Regions from separate parts of the Rattus norvegicus genome. Here region 2 is linked to region 1. A link is a contact called in public Hi-C data. All regions are on one chromosome and are shown on one strand. Each heading gives the region's core, a stretch centred on a gene start, on an enhancer-like site or on the middle of the called end of the contact. The rest is flanking DNA. Distances are from core to core; before and after follow the strand shown.

Region 1 (4,925 bases), core at 1,093-3,592:
GGCAACTGGAACTGGCCGGTAGTGTTGGTGGGAACGTGAAAAGGAGCAGTCACCTTGAAGAGTTATGTCAAGTAAATGATGAATATAACTGGCCACAGGCCACAAGGGCTCATTTATTTTAAATTCTTACCAAAACACCGCTACAGTTAAAGAAAGCAGCTTGGAGGATGCCCGAGGTCAGGGATAAAGGGAGGGCCCATGAGGGAATACACACACGTATCCTCTCTCCCTCCCGTCCCACCATCTGAAACCGTCTCACTATGCATATAGCCCTTGCTGGCCCAGAATGGACAGACAGACCAAGCTGGCTTCAAGCTTTCTGAGATTTGCGTGCTTCTGCCTCCCAACTGCTAGGATTACAGGCATGTGCTCTGACATGTGCAGTACATGTGGGGTGTAATTTTCTAACATTTCTCAGCCTGTACACCTAAAATAAGTGAGTCTAACAGGCAAGCCACACCTCAGTATGGCTGCTAAACCAGGAGAGAAACCCATGCATCACTGATGTTTGCTGAGGCAGATTGAAGGTGAGCAGGAAAACTAGAGAGTCTCTAGTCTGAACTAGTCAGATGGCACCGTTGTATGAAGTAGTTATAGCTCAGTACTTTATTTCTTTCTAGTGTTCATTGCTATGTGTGTGTGCACATTATGTGCAGTTGTGGTTTCCTGTGCATGCATCGGTGAAGACCAGGTGTCAGGATCAAGTATCTTTCTCCAATTCAATTCAATTCAATTCAATTCAATTCAATTCAATTCAATTTTTTTTTTTTTTTTTTTTTTTTTGGCTAGAGAGATGGCTCAGTGGTTATGAGCACCTGCTCTTGCAGAGGACCTGGGTGTGATTCCCAACAAACTCCACTGGCTGCTTCCAACTGCCTGTAACTTCAGTTCTAGGAGTTATGATGCCTGTTCTCTGTGGCACCAGGCATACATGCACTACACAAGTATACATACACACAAATAAGTCGTACTCATTAAATAAGCATTTTGCTTATTTACTGGGAGGAGGGGGCAGGAGGGATGTGCACCACGGTGCATGCGTGGAGGAAGCCAGAGGACAGGTTTCCAGGTCTCCGGTAATCAGTCTTGGTGGTGGGCACATCTGTCTGCTCGGCAGTAATCTCATTAGCCCTTTCCACGTTATTTTTGATAAAAGGTCTTGCTGAGCCTGGCACTCACTGTGTTAGCTAGATTGGCTGGCCAGAAAGCTTTTAGGAGCTCCTCCCCAGGACTGGGGTTACAGATGGTACCCTAATGCTTGGCTTTTACATGGGTACTGGGGATCCACAATCAGGGCCTCATGCTTATTCATTGAGTCATCAAGTTCCTTAACATTTGTGCTTTATATAGCTTTGGTTATCCTGGAACTCCTTTGTAGGCCAGGCTGGCTTCAAACTCAGAGACCTGCCTGCTTCTACCTCCCAATACTTGTGTTTTTAAAAGCATGGTTTACTCCCTTGTATATGAATTATACTAAAGTTATAGAAGGTTTTAGGGGAACAAAAAGAAACTATATAGCACACATAGGTTCTCATCCTGCTGGCAAACTATGTGAAGGCATTGCTTTGCGTGCACACACGCATGCAAGCACACACACATGTAGCTTTAACGTTGAGTTCCTAGAACTCGGTGATTACACTTGTCTGAGTCCTGGCAGCTGGTTTCTTACTAAGTACTGAAACCACCGGCGGTAAACAGAGTAAGCGCTCCATGTTACTCACAGCCTAATCTCTTCTGCTGCCTGGCTCTGTGCGGAGTGGCTCTGTCAACATCCGGGGAAACCTAAAAGAGCACGCTATAGTGTCTTAGTGAATTCTGGTTTCACAACATCTCAAAACTGTGGAGAATATGATTTCAAAATAGTTGCTCTGGAAGAGAAGGAAGTCTCACAAGTGCTTCATCTGCCCCTGCACATTCCCAGCCCCTGTGAACCTGCCCCCAACAGTTCGAGGGACATTTTCCAGGCCTGAACTCCTTGTGTCCTGCTCTCCTATGACATGTTTCAGGCGTTAGAATCTCCTTGCCACTTGGCATGGCTCCAGAATGTGCTCTTGTGCCCTCCCTCCTTGGGAACGGTTGTGGAACACACTGCCAGTGAGGAGCGTGCTCGGAAGGAGTGAGCTCTGCCTACCGCTCCTGCTCTTAGAGTCAACAAAAAAAGGAGAAACCAGAGAAGACCCGAACTCAGCCCAGGCGGGAAGAAAGGCAGTTTCAATAACTAACTTCCCTGTCATCTGCTTCCCCAGCAGGGCTTGTTTCCAGGCTGTTGCAAACCCCTGCAGCTGAAGGACAGCTGAGGGACAGCCTAGGGTGCTGTGTCAACTGCCAAGGCTTGGGCAATGGAGAAATGAGATTGGTTTCAAAGTGAACCCTCTTTCAGTTGAAGTATATTTAATCAAGCCCTGGGTGAGTGTGTTCTTGGCAGAACCCAATTCTTCATTGTGCAACACACTGTGCCACACTTTCCAAAATAAATAAATATAATTTAAATTAACTCAAACTGTATTTTTTTTTCTTTTTTTCGGAGCTGGGGACCGAACCCAGGGCCTTGCGCTTGCTAGGCAAGCGCTCTACCACTGAGCTAAATCCCCAACCCCCAAACCGTATTTTTATACTCAAATACTCACTGTAAGCATGAGCAAGTGGACACTGGAAGTTGAGGGAAGTGTTTAGAAAGGTCCCATCAAGTCTCTCCAGAGCCTTTAACTTCTCAAGCTGCCTGTACAGCCACACTGTGGCCAGCACCTGAACTCCTCAGTGGTGAGAGGCTGGGCTAATGTGAGCTTGGACTTACAGAAGGCTGGAGGCAGCAGGGGAGCAGGCGATCCCAGAGGCAGTACTCAGCTCCCTTCCCTTAGACCGAGGTCAGAAAAACAAAGCAAGGTGTAGCCTCTCACTGATGCCTTCCTCCCCGAGACAGAGTGACTAGCAATGCCTCCTCTGAAGTGATGAGCAGATACCACAGTTGGGGAACAGATGGAATAAACTAGGGCCAGCCATGCAGATGAACTCTGTGGACCAGCCCCAACAGAGCTACCGAGTTAGGTCGCTCCAGGCTATACAGTGTCTCAGCTCTAGGAATCATGAAGCTGTCATCCACACCCCGTTGCTGCCGAGCCTCTCACTGCAGCTGAGAGCACAGTCCTGGTGAAAGTGGGCCTCATGACTTGGTGGACAGAGAAGCACATCCAGGGGAAAGTCAGGCAAGCGCTAAGGCACGAGACAGTGGGTAATGTAGGGTCTTTAACAGGCAAAGAGAATTCCGGGGTGCTTACATATACAATTCCATTTCTAGAAGCTACCTCTTGAATAGGGACTTAAAAAGGCTTCTTTTTTTTTCTTTCTGTTTAAGCCCTTGAGAAGGAGCAGGCTTCTCTCTTTACAAGCACGCCTGCCTTTCACCATCAAGTAGAAACACATGACTAGGAAAAAGGACAGACTGAGTGAAGCTAGTGGGTGGCAGCACTCAAGCCAGGTGAGCGTGCTAGCTAAGGGAAAGCTCACCGCGGTGGGATAAACAATGCCCACTGCCCATGATGTGCATATCTGAATCCCAGGAATGGAACTCTGCTGTTGGGATTACACGACGAATCTTGAGTTGGGGAGGTCATGCTGGGTTATCTGAGGCAATGAGAAAGGCTATCTTTCTTGTCATCAGAAAGGCTAAGAGAGCAGAATGAGCTGATCCAGGACACGGAGAACTTGGCTCCTGCAACAAGTAGACCCAGCAGCACCAACAGAAGAGGACGACTGCTCTCCCTGCCATAGCTCCCAGCTCTAAAGAGAATGTGAGACTTGGATTAGTGAATTCCTGATGGCCTTGGGTAAGGGCAGAGATGGACACTCTTTGGGGCTCGGTTTCCTATACTGAGTCAGATGCCATCCTAGCCATGGTTAAGGTCTTCCAGTCTGCAAGCCACAGCCATGATTTCTTTTTTTTTTTTTTTTTTTTTTTTTTGGTTCTTTTTTTCGGAGCTGGGGACCGAACCCAGGGCCTTGCGCTTCCTAGGTAAGCGCTCTACCACTGAGCTAAATCCCCAGCCCCAGCCATGATTTCTTTAAAGCTAAAGAAGTCCTGATAGTGACCAGGTCCTTGGAAGTGCATGGTTCCAACCATGATGGAAAGACTAGACATCAACAGCAACACATACAGCCTGGCCAACTTCTTCCACCACCTTCCCTGTGGTTCCCCTCTAGAAGATCTGGCTCTGAAAACACCAACGTGACTACAAGCCTCAAATGTCTTGGCACAGGCTGAGCTATGCCTTAAAATGAGGAAAATATAAACAAGTACCACCCAGCCACACACATGAATGACTTCCCCAAATGAACCAGATATCTGGGTACTGGTTAGGGCTGAGGTTGCCTTTTCCTTGAAATGGGGCTCTGAAAGAATTGAGTCACCACCAGGCATAGGCCTAGATGACAAAACCAGTAGATTCTTGGGAATCTCAGTCACGCATACAAGTGACGTTGCTACCAGGCTTGAGGGGTCATGAGGAGAGCAGAAATGAAGGGCTAGGAAATAGTCAGCAATAGAAAAAGGTTTCTAGCAAGTTCAGCCTTCCCATTCATCTGGGAGGCAGAGTGTGTGTGTGTGTGTGTGTGTGTGTGTGTGTGTGTGTGTGTGTGTGTGTGTGTTCACCTGACATGAAGGGAAAACTCACTATATTTATGGCCTCAAAGAGTCAGAGCAATGCCAAGAGCAGCAATGTCTGTAGCACTGCATCCTCTAGGCACCGTGGCCGAGCACTGACCATCAGTCAGACCCTGTGAGGCAGTGGTTATTCAGAATGCCACCTGGAATGCCATACGAGGTCTAGCTCCTGTACCTGGCGTGGTCTGAATGGTGGGTGGGTTAAACGACAAAGTCATCAAAGCAGGAAACCAAGTAAAAGTAACTACAGCTGCAACAGGGGTGCCTA
Region 2 (4,723 bases), core at 606-3,105, 36 kb after region 1:
GCAGATACTGCCATTGTTTAGATGTTTTAAAAATGAAAGAACTGGTAGGGAGAGAGTTCTAAAGTTATCTGAGAAAATCTGAAACAGGAAGCTCAGTTTTCTTTTTTAACAAGCAATTCCACCGGAAATTCACCACTGTTCACATGTACACAGAGGACAAGCATCTGCTTCTGACAAAACTCCCTGTGGACACTCTGGGAGCCAGTCCCAAGTTTACACAGACACTGAGTTACCTCAAGTTGAACTGCAGGCCTGCTTAGCTTCCTTTAAAGAAACATTTTATGCATCTGCTCAGAGAGCAGGCGGAGAGAGGGGCCCAAACCACCATGTCTCCCCGTCTCCCCCTCCCCGACCCCATTCAGACTCTGCTGAGTAAGACAAAGCTCCAAGAAATGGCTTGAGGGAATGGCCCCAGCTGCTGCACATTGTGCAGATCTCAGGAACAGTTGCATGCTCACAAGGCCACGCTGCTCTCTACTTGGCTAGCTCTGAGAGGGCTGATACTTCAAGCCCAGCCCTGGAGAAAGCCCAGCTTGCAATACGGAAGAGAAGCCAGAAAAAGAGAGGGTGGAGACTCAGGGAACCAAGCAGGGAGCAAGGCCTAGAGTGAGAGGCAGCCCAGCTCTAGGCCAGGGCCCAGACCCTTGGGTGCTCCAAACACAATAATTCCTAGGAGATGTCAAGGTCCAGGCCTTTAGAACTCCCAGCAACCGGGAAATGCTGTCTCAGGGCTGGTGACAACTGCCAAGTCTCTAAGACTCAGTCTCTCTGGGGAAACCTAAGGAAGCCTCCCATAAGCTGAAGCAACCCCTCCCATCTTTCCCAAGAAGCAAGAAAACAGCCAGAATGGGTACTGCTGGAGCATCCCTGACCTCTCTAGAGGGGAGCCGTGGTAAATTGTTTCCAGGGGCCCTGCTATCACTTGCCTCTGGGTATAGCACTAAACGGGCCACATTTACTGAACACTTTAGAGTGTTAACCACTTAATCCCAACACCCTTATATTATTGTTGTTCCCACTTCACAGTGCGGGTAGCTGAAGCACAGAGGGGTCAGTCAAAGGGCATATCCAAGGTCACAGAAGGAGTTAAAAAGTCAGGGATGGAGGGTGGAAGCCTGCTACTGTGGGAGGGACTCGCAGAGCATCTAAGAGATGGTGAGCATGGACGCGAGAGCGATCCAAGGAAAGGTGCACTGGGAGGCAATGGGTCAAAGTGTCAAAGATTAGCCTAGTAACTCCCAAACCTGCCTGAGCCTCATAGTCCAAGCACAGGTAAAGGGCAAAAGATAAGAATGAGGAAGGAATCAGAGTTGGCAGTGGCGAAGAGAGGCTTGGGCAGGATAAGAGGAGGCCTTTGGGGCAAGGAAGGAAGGTAGAGGGGGAAAATCTGCAGGCGGGATACAAGTGGGCACCGGGGCGCGATCGCCCTACCTTGAGCACCGTGACCACACCGGCGCTGTGCACCTGGAAGTGCGTGGGCGGATCGGCTCCTGGCTCCGCAGCCTCATCGCGGCCCTGGTAGCTGAAGCAGGCGTCGGCGATGTCTAGGTGGCCGAGCGGTAGAGCGTCCTGCGGGCTCTTGAAGTAGTAGAGGTAGCAGCGGCGCGAGTCAAACACGAACCAGCGGCTGCGGTAGCCGCGCAGCGGGCCCTTACCCGAGAGCTTCTGCAAGTAGCCGCACAGCCGCGAGGGCTCCCGTCCCGCCACCGCTCCAGCCTCCGAGCCTGTTCCCGGCACCACTCCCTCTCCACCACTGCAGCTCTCCTCCGCGCCAGCCCCGGCCCCTGGCATGGCCCGCCGCCGGCGCCCGCGCCCGCGTTCGCGCCCCGCGCCTCCGGGCCGCCGCCGCAGCGCCCACCTCCCCGCGCCGCGCCCTCCGCAGGGCCGTATCGCGCTGAGCAGCCTGGGACTTGTAGTCCCGCCCCCGCCGCGCCCCCACAGCGTGGGAAGCCTGGATTTTTTAATGATCCAGGCTTGCTCCAACTGGCCTCTACTAATTTTTTTTGGGGGGGTGGAGTGGGATGGGGGGTATGGGGGGCGTTCAAGCTCCGCCCTAGCCCGGGAAGCTACGTTCTGTTTCTTTATGTGAGCGTGGATTCCACGAAAGGGTTTCTCAAAAACTATGGAAAGTCTACTTAACACTGCCCTGAACTCCGAATAAGCTTTGATTTTAAAAATCTATGTCCAGCCGGTCATAGGCTGATACTACGAAAATGAGAGCGCCAGTTGCCTGGTACAGAACGGGTGGGTGTTCGGTAAATATTTGTTGAGTTTGTGGATGGAAGCCAAAGTATTTACTGCCTCTCTGCATCCTGGTTTGTTCATTGAATGAAAACAAATATTTATGGAAGGCGTTCTGTGTAGGATTCAATCACTGGATACTTGGCAGTGACTTTCTGGCCTCATGGAGAATATACTCGAATAAAGAGGAACAATAATGCACACATTTTAAAAGGCAAAGAAACAAAACAGTTGTTTGCTGCACAGATGCTCTTATTACCGGCAAAGAAGGATTTGCTGCTTAAAATATTACCACTGTACTGATAGTATTTTGTCATCTTGACCCAAGCTACAGTCCTTTGGAAAGAAGGAATTTTAATTGGAAAAAAATGCCTCCATAGGATTGGCCTGTAGGCAAGTCTACTGGACATTTTCTTGATTGATGATTGGTGTGGGAGGGTCAGGCCCACTGTGGGCGGTGCCACCCCTGGGCAGTTGGTGCTGGATGAAGAAAGAAAACAGGCTTGGGCAACTGAAGGGAAAGTCATGAAAGACAAACAGTGAGGAGCTCGTTCTCCATGGTTCCTGCTTCCAGGTTCCTGACTCGAGTTTCTGCCCTGACTTCCCTCAGAGATGTACTATAATTTGTGAAGTGAAAAAACAAACAAACAAACAAATCCCAACAACAACAAAACCTTTTCTTCCTAAAATGCTTTTGGTCATGGTTCTGTATCACAGCAATAGAGCCCTAACTAAGATATCACTTACCAGTGATTACCTGAGGGTGTTGGGAGTGTAGGATTGAGACGATTTCTGTGTAGCCTCGGCTGGTAATGAGCCTTGGCTATCTTCCTGTCTCCACCTCCAAAGTGCTAGGATTACAGGAATGTGCTAGCCCCACCCAGCTTCCCGGTATTTCCTGTATTAATTTATTGGAATCCCCAGAACAACAACCTCACAAGATGTTTTTCAGTGCTTTAAAAAAACAAACAGAACAAAGTATGAGGATGGAGTTTGCCAAGGAAGATGGATCCCTACACGATGGGAGGGGGGAGGTAACTAGAGACTGATGAGGGGGACAGCAGTCCAGGCTGAAGGCACAATGAGTATGAAGCTCACCTTTCCCATAGAGAGATAGACATTCTAGTTATGTTTGTGAGGACATATCAAAAACACCACTAGAAGAAGTGCCTGATCCCATAGATCGGGAGTTACAGATAGTCGCGTGTTAACGTGGGTGCTGAAAACCAAACCCAAAGCCATTTCAAGAGGGACTAGTGCTTCTAACTGCAAAGCCATCTATCTCTCCAGCCCTTTGCACCCCTCTTGCATATTTTAAATGCACAGGTGCCCGCCACACACACACACACACACACACACACACACACACACACACACTGGAAAAAGACAAGGTCACCAAAGTAGACTGCCCAGTTGGATCTTAGGTCAGGCTATTTAACCTCCCTTTGCTGTAGTCCTTTATTTACTGCCATTGTTATTATGACTGCATTTGGATGGGGCCCTTAGTGTTGCTTCTTCCCTGGTAAGCAGATTCTGAGAGGGGAATCTATCGGTCCTACTGGTCTACATGCATGTTAGGCTAAAGACCTCCGTGCTTCGTGCCAGCTGAGTTGCCCCAGGGAGTGAGGGGAACTAAGTTCAAATTTGAGCCTCCCTCGGTGGATACAAGGCCTATGACTAATTGGCTTGTGGAGAAGGCTGTCAAGATGGGGTGTGACTTTGAAATACTATGGAAAGGGGAAGAGCTGGGTGACTGAGATGTGAGGGGCAGGATACAGCCCATCGCAGCTCAGTCAGCGAGTGGTTTGTGAGAAGGTGGGGCTACCACTGAATTACGGTCCTAGAGGACAGATTCAAGCTTTGTAGATGGTACTTGGAGTTAGATTTCCAGCAAATATAGAGATAACATCCTTCTTGGGCAGACAGATGGGGAACCTGGGGGGCTGTCTGGGCTGGCAGGCTGGAGCTGGTAGACATTGCTGGGCAAGGGATTCTGAGCTGGTCCTAGCCTCACTCTGCTGCACCTGAATTCCCTGCACATTCACATTCACATTGGTTGTCCCTGGGACACCACTTCAGTGCTGCAGGACCCTGCCTTCTTCCTTTTGGAGACTACATCCTATATCATATTAAACACCCTGGAATGCTCTCATGTCGCAGAGAAAATATCAACACAATTTGACTATAATAAATGTTCAAAGATTAGACTGGAGAGATGGCTTAGTGCAATGGTTCTCAACATTCAGGACCCATATGAAAAGGCCATCTGACCTCCAAAGGGGTCATGGCCCACAGGTTGAGATCCAATGGCTTAATGGTTAAAAGCATTTGCTGCTTTTACAGGAGTCCCAGATGTGATTCCCCGCACCTACATGGCTCACAACCAGCTGTAATTCCAATTCCAGGGGATCTGATCCTCCTCGGTGAGCACTGCAAGCGTTCACATACTTTCATCGAGGAGAACACTCATACACACCAATAT

What was found. Hi-C and Micro-C count contacts between places; a contact is called where the count stands out from the background.
Region 2: a Hi-C map of psoas muscle shows a contact between it and region 1, with 1.7 times the contacts expected there. The contact joins the promoter of Tbc1d2b here to the enhancer-like site in region 1. A contact is called at or near these places in 2 of 12 Hi-C or Micro-C datasets (mammary epithelial cells and psoas muscle).

The regions. Positions count from the first base shown.
Region 1 is chr8:99,656,244-99,661,168 of GRCr8, forward strand. The region is part of intron 3 of Tbc1d2b (TBC1 domain family, member 2B); the gene reads right to left. Among named protein-coding and RNA genes, the nearest start is that of Tbc1d2b, 36 kb to the right of the region's middle. Within about 2 kb of position 2,343, at least 13 of the 93 cell types and tissues checked have an H3K27ac peak or open chromatin away from gene starts, as enhancers often do.
Region 2 is chr8:99,692,782-99,697,504 of GRCr8, forward strand. Tbc1d2b (TBC1 domain family, member 2B) reads right to left here and starts at 1,856. Exons shown (of 13, transcript NM_001413794.1): 1 at 1,432-1,856. The coding sequence starts at 1,791.